Regions from separate parts of the Mus musculus genome. Here region 2 is linked to region 1. A link is a contact called in public promoter capture Hi-C data. All regions are on one chromosome and are shown on one strand. Each heading gives the region's core, a stretch centred on a gene start, on an enhancer-like site or on the middle of the called end of the contact. The rest is flanking DNA. Distances are from core to core; before and after follow the strand shown.

The links. Promoter capture Hi-C pulls out the DNA fragments that hold promoters and counts their contacts.
Region 2: a contact with region 1 is called in a promoter capture Hi-C map of the HPC-7 cell line. The contact joins the promoter of Mycbp here to the promoter of Ndufs5 in region 1. A contact is called at or near these places in 16 of 39 promoter capture datasets (the 3T3-L1 cell line, 3T3-L1-derived adipocytes, the C10 cell line and 10 more), 7 of 484 Hi-C or Micro-C datasets (cerebellar granule neurons, embryonic stem cells, extraembryonic endoderm stem cells and 3 more), 6 of 115 datasets of contacts at active chromatin or transcription factors (the 230-238 cell line, the SCID.adh cell line, embryonic stem cells and 3 more) and 3 of 9 other capture datasets (adipose tissue, liver and pancreatic islet).

The regions. Positions count from the first base shown.
Region 1 is chr4:123,715,771-123,720,210 of GRCm38.p6, forward strand. It overlaps Ndufs5 (NADH:ubiquinone oxidoreductase core subunit S5), which reads right to left and starts at 2,416. Exons shown (of 3, transcript NM_001030274.1): 1 at 2,343-2,416; 2 at 94-311. The coding sequence starts at 309.
Region 2 is chr4:123,903,092-123,907,531 of GRCm38.p6, forward strand. Mycbp (MYC binding protein) reads left to right here and starts at 1,922. Exons shown (of 5, transcript NM_019660.3): 1 at 1,922-1,996; 2 at 2,143-2,215. The coding sequence starts at 1,982. It also overlaps D130007C19Rik.

The sequences.
Region 1 (4,440 bases), core at 1,166-3,665:
AAAGTCCTGGATGCAATCCCCACCAGGGCCAGAAGAGAGAGTAAGGGAGAGGGGAGGGAAGTAATTCAGCTCCCACCACCATTACTCTCTTACCGTTTTGTACCGAAGCAAGCACTCTTCGAAGTCATCGAACTCTATCTTGCACTCCTTTTTCGCCCGGGTCCCACCGATCCCGTGTGCACACTCTATCCACTCTTTTTCAAATGCGTGGCACCGAGCGGCGTTCTTATAGGGCTGTTCTGCGCTTAGGAACATAAAGTGCCGGTCCAGGCTGATGCCCAGCTTTTTCTGTATGTCAAGGAAAGGCATGGCTGTAAAAGAACACCCAGGAGACAAGAGTGTGATCAAGTGACACGCTTCCGAGAAGAAACGAGGAACTTCATCTGCCAAGCCCGAGGCCCCAAATCTCTTCTCACCAAGCTTTTTGTTTTTCCAGATAGCATCCCATCTAGCCCAGGCCAGTTTTAAGTCACACTGTAGTGAAAACAGCCTTGATTTCTTCATCCTTCTGCCCCACCTCCCAACTGCTGGGATTACCAGCCTTTTTTTACTAAGATGGGCTCTCCCAGAGTAATTTGGGGACTTTCACAAAACTCATGGACTAAAAACCCAAATTAATTTTTTTTCTTTCTATGTATAAGGTTATTTTTTTCAAGGGTGAAAAAAATTGTTTTGACTCAAATAAACAAACTAAAAGCAAAACAAAAAACAAAACAAAACAACAACTCTCCCCCAAAAAAGAAAAATGAGAAATAATATAAGCACACTATTTATTTACATTGTTCTATACATTCTTTCCATCCCAACCTAAATGACACGTGTCTTTGGACACTCTCTTGTGTCTCTCCTTTTATAGAAGTAGTCTGTCCTAGGCTGGAGAGATGGCTTAGAGGTTAAAAGTGCATGCTGCTTTAGCAGAGGACTCGAGCTGGAGTCTCAGCAACCACTTTGGGTGGTTTACAAGTAGCTGCAGCTCCAGCTTCAGGGCCGTATGATGTGTCTGGCTTCACGGAGTAGCTACACTCACATGCCCACAGTCATACATCCACACATAATTAAAACTTTAAAAAGTACTTTGTCCACCGGGCAGTTGTGGCACATGACTTTAATCCCAGCACTTGGGAGACAGAGGCAGGCAGATCTCTGAGTTCGAGGCCAGCCTGGTCTACAAAGTGAGTTCCAGGACAGCCAGGGCTACACAGAGAAACCCTGTCTCGAACCCCCCCCCCCAAAAGTACTTCGTCCATTACTGTAACAGTCTATTTACTTCTATGTTTTTCCTACTGCTTTTGTTTTGAGAGCAAAATCGAGCAGATGCTAGTTAACTGCTAAAAATAAATGAACAAGTCAAATTAAAATTTTGTAAAAAAATAAAAAAAATCAGGAAATCTCAAACAACTTACACGTACAACTATAAAGCAGTGGATAGATTCTGGTGCTCAGTAGAATATGACATACATTAAGCAAAAAGAACATATGGAAAATACATAGTAAAGTTGACATAGAACAAAATAATCCCAAACGACAAATGTGCTTAAGAATGGAAAGCAAGCGCAGCACCCACATCAAAACCATCCTGTACGCGGACATTTAGGTGAATTTAATTTATAAAGCTCCCTCCCATTCTTTTAGTCATTTACTGTGTATGTCAGAGGCAAATGGGGGAAACGGCTCATCATAAGCACTGGAGACCCACACTGGGAACCTGAGTAAGAATTCGGGGGAGGAAGCCATTGGGAGAATAGAAAAAGTCCCAGAGGAGGATCTACATCGCTCTCTCTCTCGCTCTCTCTCTCTCTCTCTCTCTCTCTCTCTCTCTCTCTCTCTCTCACACACACACACACACACACACACACACACACACACACACACACAAACATAGACAACAGAAGTTATGACAATGAGGACGGACAGAGGCTCTGGAGCGGCTGCTGAGCCAAGTGCACAACAGGAAGAAAGTAGAGGGCTCTGGGGACCAAAATCAGGATGTGGTGCACGCCTTTAATCTCAACACTTGGAAGACAGAGGCAGATGCTTCTCTGTGAGTTCAAGGCCAGCTTGGTCTACAGAGTGAATTCCAGCCTACACAGAGAAACCCTGTCTCAAAACAAAAACAAAAAGGAGCGGGATGTCAGGGTAGGAAGGAGGCCAAGGCAGGAGTCCGGCAGACGGTGGATTTGCTCCGGAGGGCCGGGGGTGGGGGTGACGACCTAGTTACGGGGTGAAGGGAAGGCAGGAGGACACGCCCAGACCTGGGCCACCCACAGAGAGAGGAAATGTGTCAAGGAGCTAATCCTGAACGAAACTTCTTGGCTGTGCGGACACAGCAGCGCCTACCGCACCTCTGCAGTGCCCTTGTCAGGTCCCTGGTGCAATTCCCGACCGCCGGCTGCGGGAGGACGCAGACGCCTGCCGTAAAGGACGCCCGCAGCACGACATCTCCAGAGCGACGCCGTAAATCAACCACCGGCCGAGGAACTGTAGAAACCAAGCACAGCGGGTCTGCGCCTGCGCAGCAAGCAGCCCAGCCTCCAGACGCTGACAGCTGATAAACCGACTTTCCCCATACTACTGCGCCCGGTAGTGAGTTCTCCCTTTCAGCACTGTCGTGACCGTTGATTGTTGTGCTACTTGAGCAAGGTCACACTCGAGAAAGAGTAGTGCTTCCCTCACCCCAAGGAAATGTGGTGATTAAAGCTCGTGTGCCGTGACCCCAAAACTTGTGTGACTGTTTCCCAGTTTCACGGTGGCAGTTTCCCTTTTTGGTAATAAACATAATAGCCGGGCTGGAGAGACAGCTCAGAGGTTAAGAGCATTTGTTGATCTGGGAGAGGTCCTCGGTTTAACTCTAGATTCAGGGGACCCAACATAGTTCTTCTAACCTCAGCAATACCAGGAGCACACACATGGTGCACATACATGAAGACAAAACTCTCGCACATAAAGTAAATCTTAAAAGAAAGATAATAGTGCCTAACGTGGTGGCTCAGGCCTTTAAATCACAGAAATTAAGAAACGGAAACAGGTGGATGTCTATGAGTTCTAGGCCAACTAAGGCTACATAGTGAGATCTTGTTACAAACAAACAGCTATAGAGTTACTATAGGGACTTCTTTATACTGTGACATGATGAAAACGTTCTTTGATGTATTAGCTGACATTTGCACCAAAGCAATCAGAAAGCTGAGACAGGAGGATGTATCCTCTTGAGTTCAAGGCTGGCCTGGCCTATAAGACAGATGCTGTGCCTGCGAATGAACAGTTTCTGGAGAAAATTCCCGAAGTCCATGTGGTGGGTTCAATAGGAATGGCCCCCATAGATTCACGTGTGTGAATGCTTGCCTCATAGGCAGTGGCACTATTAGGAAGGGTGGCCTTGTGAGAGTATGTGTGGCTTTGTTGGAGAAAGTGTGTCACTTTTGGGGAGGGATTTGAGGTCTCCTATGCTCAAGTCAAGCCTAGTGTGGATTAGTCTCCTTTTGCTGCCTGTTGATCAAGATGTAGAAATCTCAGTTCCTTCTCCAACACCATGCCTTCCTGCATGCTGCCATGCTTCCTGCCATGATGATAGTGGACTAACCTCTGAAACTGTAAGCCAGCCCCAATTAAATGGTTGCCATGGTCACAAGTCTTTTTACAGCAATAGAAACCCTAGTAAGAGAGTCCACAATTTATTAATTTCATTCAATCACTCCAACTTGCTCCACTCACCCCCTTCCATCGGCTGGATGTCCCATATGAAACTGGTTTCAGTTCAATTAAAGTTTTCTGAGCACTCAGCCTGTGTCCAGTCAAATATTGGCTCATTATGGAAGTAGTGAACCATACTCACAAAGTTCTAATGGCACGGAACTGATGGCCACCCTTTCCAACCCACCCCTCTCCTTATGCCACTGTGAAGGCCTGCTTAAGGGTCTCATGTGCTCAAATGCCATCAGGTAACTAGCCCCTTGCAGTTCTAGGGCTAGAAGCCAGGGCACCATATGCTAGCACATTCATGACCAGTGAGCCCAGTCCATGGCAAAGGTGGCAGTTCTCAGATCTCTGTCCATTCTCTCTCTCTCTCTCTCTCTCTCTCTCTCTCTCTCTCTCTCTCTCTCTCTCTGTCTCTCTCTCTCTCTCTAAGATTTATTATATCTTAGTAAACTGTAGCTGTCTTCAGACACACCATAAGAGCCCGTCAGATCTCATTACGGATGGTTGTGAGCCACCATATGGTTGCTGGGATTTGAACTCAGGACCTTCAGCAGAGCACTCAGTGTTCTTGACCACTGAGCCATCTCTCCATCCCAGAACTTTCTCTTGATCTTAAGTTTCACCTTCTTTTGCCTGACATGCTACCACTATCTCCCCTCCTCAAATCCATTCATACCCTGTCTGTTTTGCTAGCTTCTGATGGAAATTCCAATCCTTTGGACATTTCTTTCCTTTCCTTTCCTT
Region 2 (4,440 bases), core at 672-3,171, 190 kb after region 1:
TACTCTCAGTAGTGAAGGTTTTCTAATCATTTTATTTAAAAATACTTTGTTTGTTGTGTGCATGTGTGTGCCTGCAGCACATGTAGAGGCCGGAGGCACTTTGCAGGTCCTGGCTCTCCTCTATAGGACAGCTCCAGGGATCCAACAAACATCAGGCTTTATCCACCGAGCCAGCTCATTGGTCTACCCAAAGATGAGGTTTTTTTTTTTTTTTTTTTTTTTTTAAAGAGCTTGGGACAGGAGCTAGAGCTCCAGAGAGGGCCCAAGAGAGGGCTATGGAAAGGTTAGATTGGCTCCAATATAGGAGGAAGTCCCAAGAAAGAAGAAGAAAAAAATCCAGGTTCCTGGGGTGGAGTTGGGAGTTCACACATGGTGAGACCCTGCCTCAAAACAATAACACAACGCCTCCCCATCCCCACTCCATGTAAAATTCCCAAAAAGCTCAACTAAAAAAACTGGATGAGTCTCGAATGCCTTAGAGCAGAGATGGGAGGGAGGAAGGGCATTGCCAACAGGAACAAAGGGAGGCAAGGCAAGCACCACCCACCAGGGGACTCTGCTTTGCACTTTTTCATTCAGTTTGTGGTTGAAGCTGGGTTCATAAGTTCTTTCAACATGAGTTTAAGTTCTGTGGCTTCTCATAACCAAATATGTTTTTTTCTCAAGACCAACAGAAAAGACAGTATTTTCATTATTTGTGCAACATAGAGCCATCGTTTTGCTTTTCTTAGATAGTCTAGAAACTTTGCAGCTAGGGAGCAGTAAGATGACTTGGTGGTAAAGGCACTCGTTGTCAAGCCTGACAACCTTAATGCAATTACTGAGACTAACGGTGGAAGGAGAGCAAGTCCTATGAGTCTTCCGATCTCCAACTGCACCACGGCATGAATACTCTTCCCCAACTCCTGGAAAAAAAAAAATCCACTGGATTTCAAAAAGATAAGGTGGGGGTAGGGCCTTACATTAAAACAAGACTACAATGAATTCTTTGTTTTGGAGACAGGGTTTCTGTGTAGCCCTGACCATCTTGGACCAGAATGGCTTCGAACTCAGGATGGTCTCCACTTTTCTTGCACTGAGATTAAATTCGTGTGCCACCAGCGCCTAGTGAATAGAATGACTTCTATATAGAGAGATCAAAACAAAATCTAGCCAAGTAGCAGGCACAACTACAAATTCATTAAAGGGCCCTCTTCTGCACTTAGAAATCTCCTTAGAGAGACATACACACTTAGTACTACCTATAATTATTTTCAACATAAAAACACGCATAATATATATGGAAAAGAACTTAATGTTAACCACTAAGGGGGTATAAAAAAAAAAAAAAGGAAACTAATGACAAAGGCAGAGAAAAGAACCACTTCAGAGGTCATTGCCCTAATCCAACATTGCTGTAGAGATAAGTTTTCTACCAGCCAGCAGTTATCTGCAAATATCACGGGGCTTAATGATTACAAGCAAGCCCTGAACAAGCCCAAAAGAGATTCTTTATTTAGCTGAGGGTGACCTTGAACTTTTTCCTGGTGCTGGGTATTTTTCTGAGCCAAGAAACACGGCATTGGTCTGTTCCTCACCAAAGACCCAAATGACAAGGAGTGCGCGCCCACTAACACGTGGGGAGATACTACATCAGGAGCCTCTAACTCCTGGCCACACCCATCCAGGGCCCCACAGGTCGTTCGCCTGGCTTTACCTAAACCTCGCCTCTTGCTAGGCAACCGAATCGCCGCGGCAACCGGAACAGGAAGACGCGAGACTGCCCGGAACCGCGGAGGGCGGGCTCACGCAGCCTCTCTAGGCTCCGAGGAGACAGGGATACACAGCGTCCCGGTCGCCATGAAAACAGGCCACACCCCGGTGGCCCCGGCCCGTGCCTGCCCAGTGCGCAGACGCGCGCGCCGTTCCGCGCATGAGCAGTGAGGCTTGGAGCCCGCCTGCCCGTGTCTCCGGCGCCAGCTACGCCGCTGTGGCTGTCACTATGGCCCATTACAAAGTGAGGGGGGCGCGGCGTGGCTCGGGGCGTGCGGGCGGCGCCGGGTGGGAGTTGGGGCGTGTGCAGGGCTTGGGGCCGGCGGCGGGGCGCGCCGTCTTCCTGCTCCGGCCCCGGGCTCCGGTCCCTGACCCGCCGTGTCTCCTCAGGCCGCCGACTCGAAGCGCGAGCAGTTCCGGAGGTACTTGGAGAAGTCGGGGGTGCTGGACACGCTGACGAAAGGTGAGCCGAGGCGGGCGGCTGCAGCCCACGTCCGCGCGCTCTTGGCCAGGTGGGGCCCGCCCCGGGAGCAGCGAGGCCTTGGGGTCCCGTGGGTCGGGCGCACGCCGGCCGCGGGACTTCGCCTCGCCCCGGTGGTCGCTCTCTGCCCCGGACTGAAACTCTTGCAGCTGTTGCAAAGTCTCTCCAACTTCCGTTGCTTTCCCGCGAGCAGCCGCAGTGGACACGTTAGCAAGACCTTGAGATCCCAGTTGCTCCCTGCCGTATAGTGTGCGGGATTTTACAAATTTTTCTTTTGGACAAAGGCAACTAAGAAAATGACTGGATTTGAAAGTGGGTTATTAAATGGCTCTAGTCCCCGAAGCTGGAGATTCATAGACAGTTTGGGCTGTGGCTTTTCAACTCTTTTAGCCTATAGTAATTCCTACTTTGTGTAGATATCATAATTAAAGTGGAATTACAATTTGAAAAGTGCTTCAGAGCACATAAAAACAGCTATATTCTTTACTTTAAAACAATGGAAGCGTAAAGTGTATCCCTTCCTTTCTGGGTGTAAGGCTAGAGAGTATGGTGGTTGGAATCATAGAATAAAGCTAACTGGCCTTAACAGTATATTGAATGCCTTCTACATGGTAAGAACTCAACATTGCTTGGTGTTTTCAAGGGAATAGAATGGAATGGCTGGCAGGGATTGAAAACTTGGTCCTTTTGAGAATAGGAAGTGTCTGGGAAATAATTTGTATCTGCTTTTTAGGGAACAAAAGCTAGGGGAAAATTTGGGAGAACTTAGAAGAAAGCAGGGCTTTTAATTCTCTTACATGGATGAACTGACAAGTTAGAATTACTACTCATTTCCTTATGTCATCGGAAGTCAATGTGAGCAAAAGTATAAGGAACTACTCTGTGAGACCACTGTAGTTTGTGGCATCAGAAGTGTCACAGATGGCTTGGAATTCTGTTAAAAAAAACCCCTCATGTTTCTTTCATGTAATGATTTTACTCCAGCCGTGTGTTCTGGGCACCAAGGGGATACAGCCATGGAAATGTTCTTGCTTTTGGGAGCTTGTAGCTTAGATAGGGACACACACACACTAAAACTAGTGCCAGCTAGTGGTAAATGTCTAACTTAAACCATAGCAAGGATAAAGATGGGACATTTTACATGGAGTGGCAGAGGGAAGACCTTGAACAGTACGGATAAGTATCCTTAATCTGAAATTTTGAAATCTAAATTGCTCTCAGATTTGTAACTTACTGAGTATTGATGTGGAAAGTTCCATACTTGACTGCATAAATTATGTCAGTCAAAATTCAGGAGCCTAGGAATATGTACTTGTTCAAGATCATGTTTATATTATGTGAATAAGGTCTATATGGAATGTAAATTAATTTCATGTTTAGGCTTGGATCTCATCTCCAAAACACTCATTATGTATGAGTAGATAGTTCAACCTCTGGAGATAAACACTGATACACTTTTGGTCCCAAATAATCTGTGTGGTAGGGTCGTGGAATGAAATGGATGCAGGAGGTTGACAGGCAAGAACACTGAAAGGCAGATGGAGTACAATTGTAGATAACTGAATGCAGAGCCAATGTGCAGCCTTCAGGCTGTGTAAGAGAATGGGAACCAAATTTTACAGGATCAAACAGAGATGTTTCATACAAGTTTACATTTTTCTTTCAGCAACATTTCAGAGAGGATTTAAAGTTGTTTCTAACATGAAAACATTGTAAGAAGCCAGGCATGGTGACATGTTTTTAGTGCTCTGGTGAGGGAAAACAGATCTGCATTCACTGCTTGCCTGGAGCATGTATCAAGATCTGTTCCAAAAAAAGTAAACTATAGCTAGGCTAGAGAGATGGCTTAGAGGTAAGATTACTTGATACACAACTATAGGGCTAGAGTTCAGGTACCAGCACTCATAATAAGCCAGACAGGGTCTTGGTGTGTATAATTCTGCTAGCCTAGGTAAAAGGATGGAAGCTGGAGGCTGAGGGAGACCTTGCCTCAAAGGTTTGAGGCATATGCAGAAGACCTAGACATCTTGTTTCATTTCTAATTGCACTTGACAAGCTGAAGTAGGAGGACTGATTGAATCTGAGACCAGCCTTGGCTAAAGAGTAAAACTACATCTTTAAAAAAAAAAAAAAAAAAAAACCAAACCAAACTTAACCAACCAATCATCAACAACAGAACAATAACAACCTTCAAGACAAAAACATCC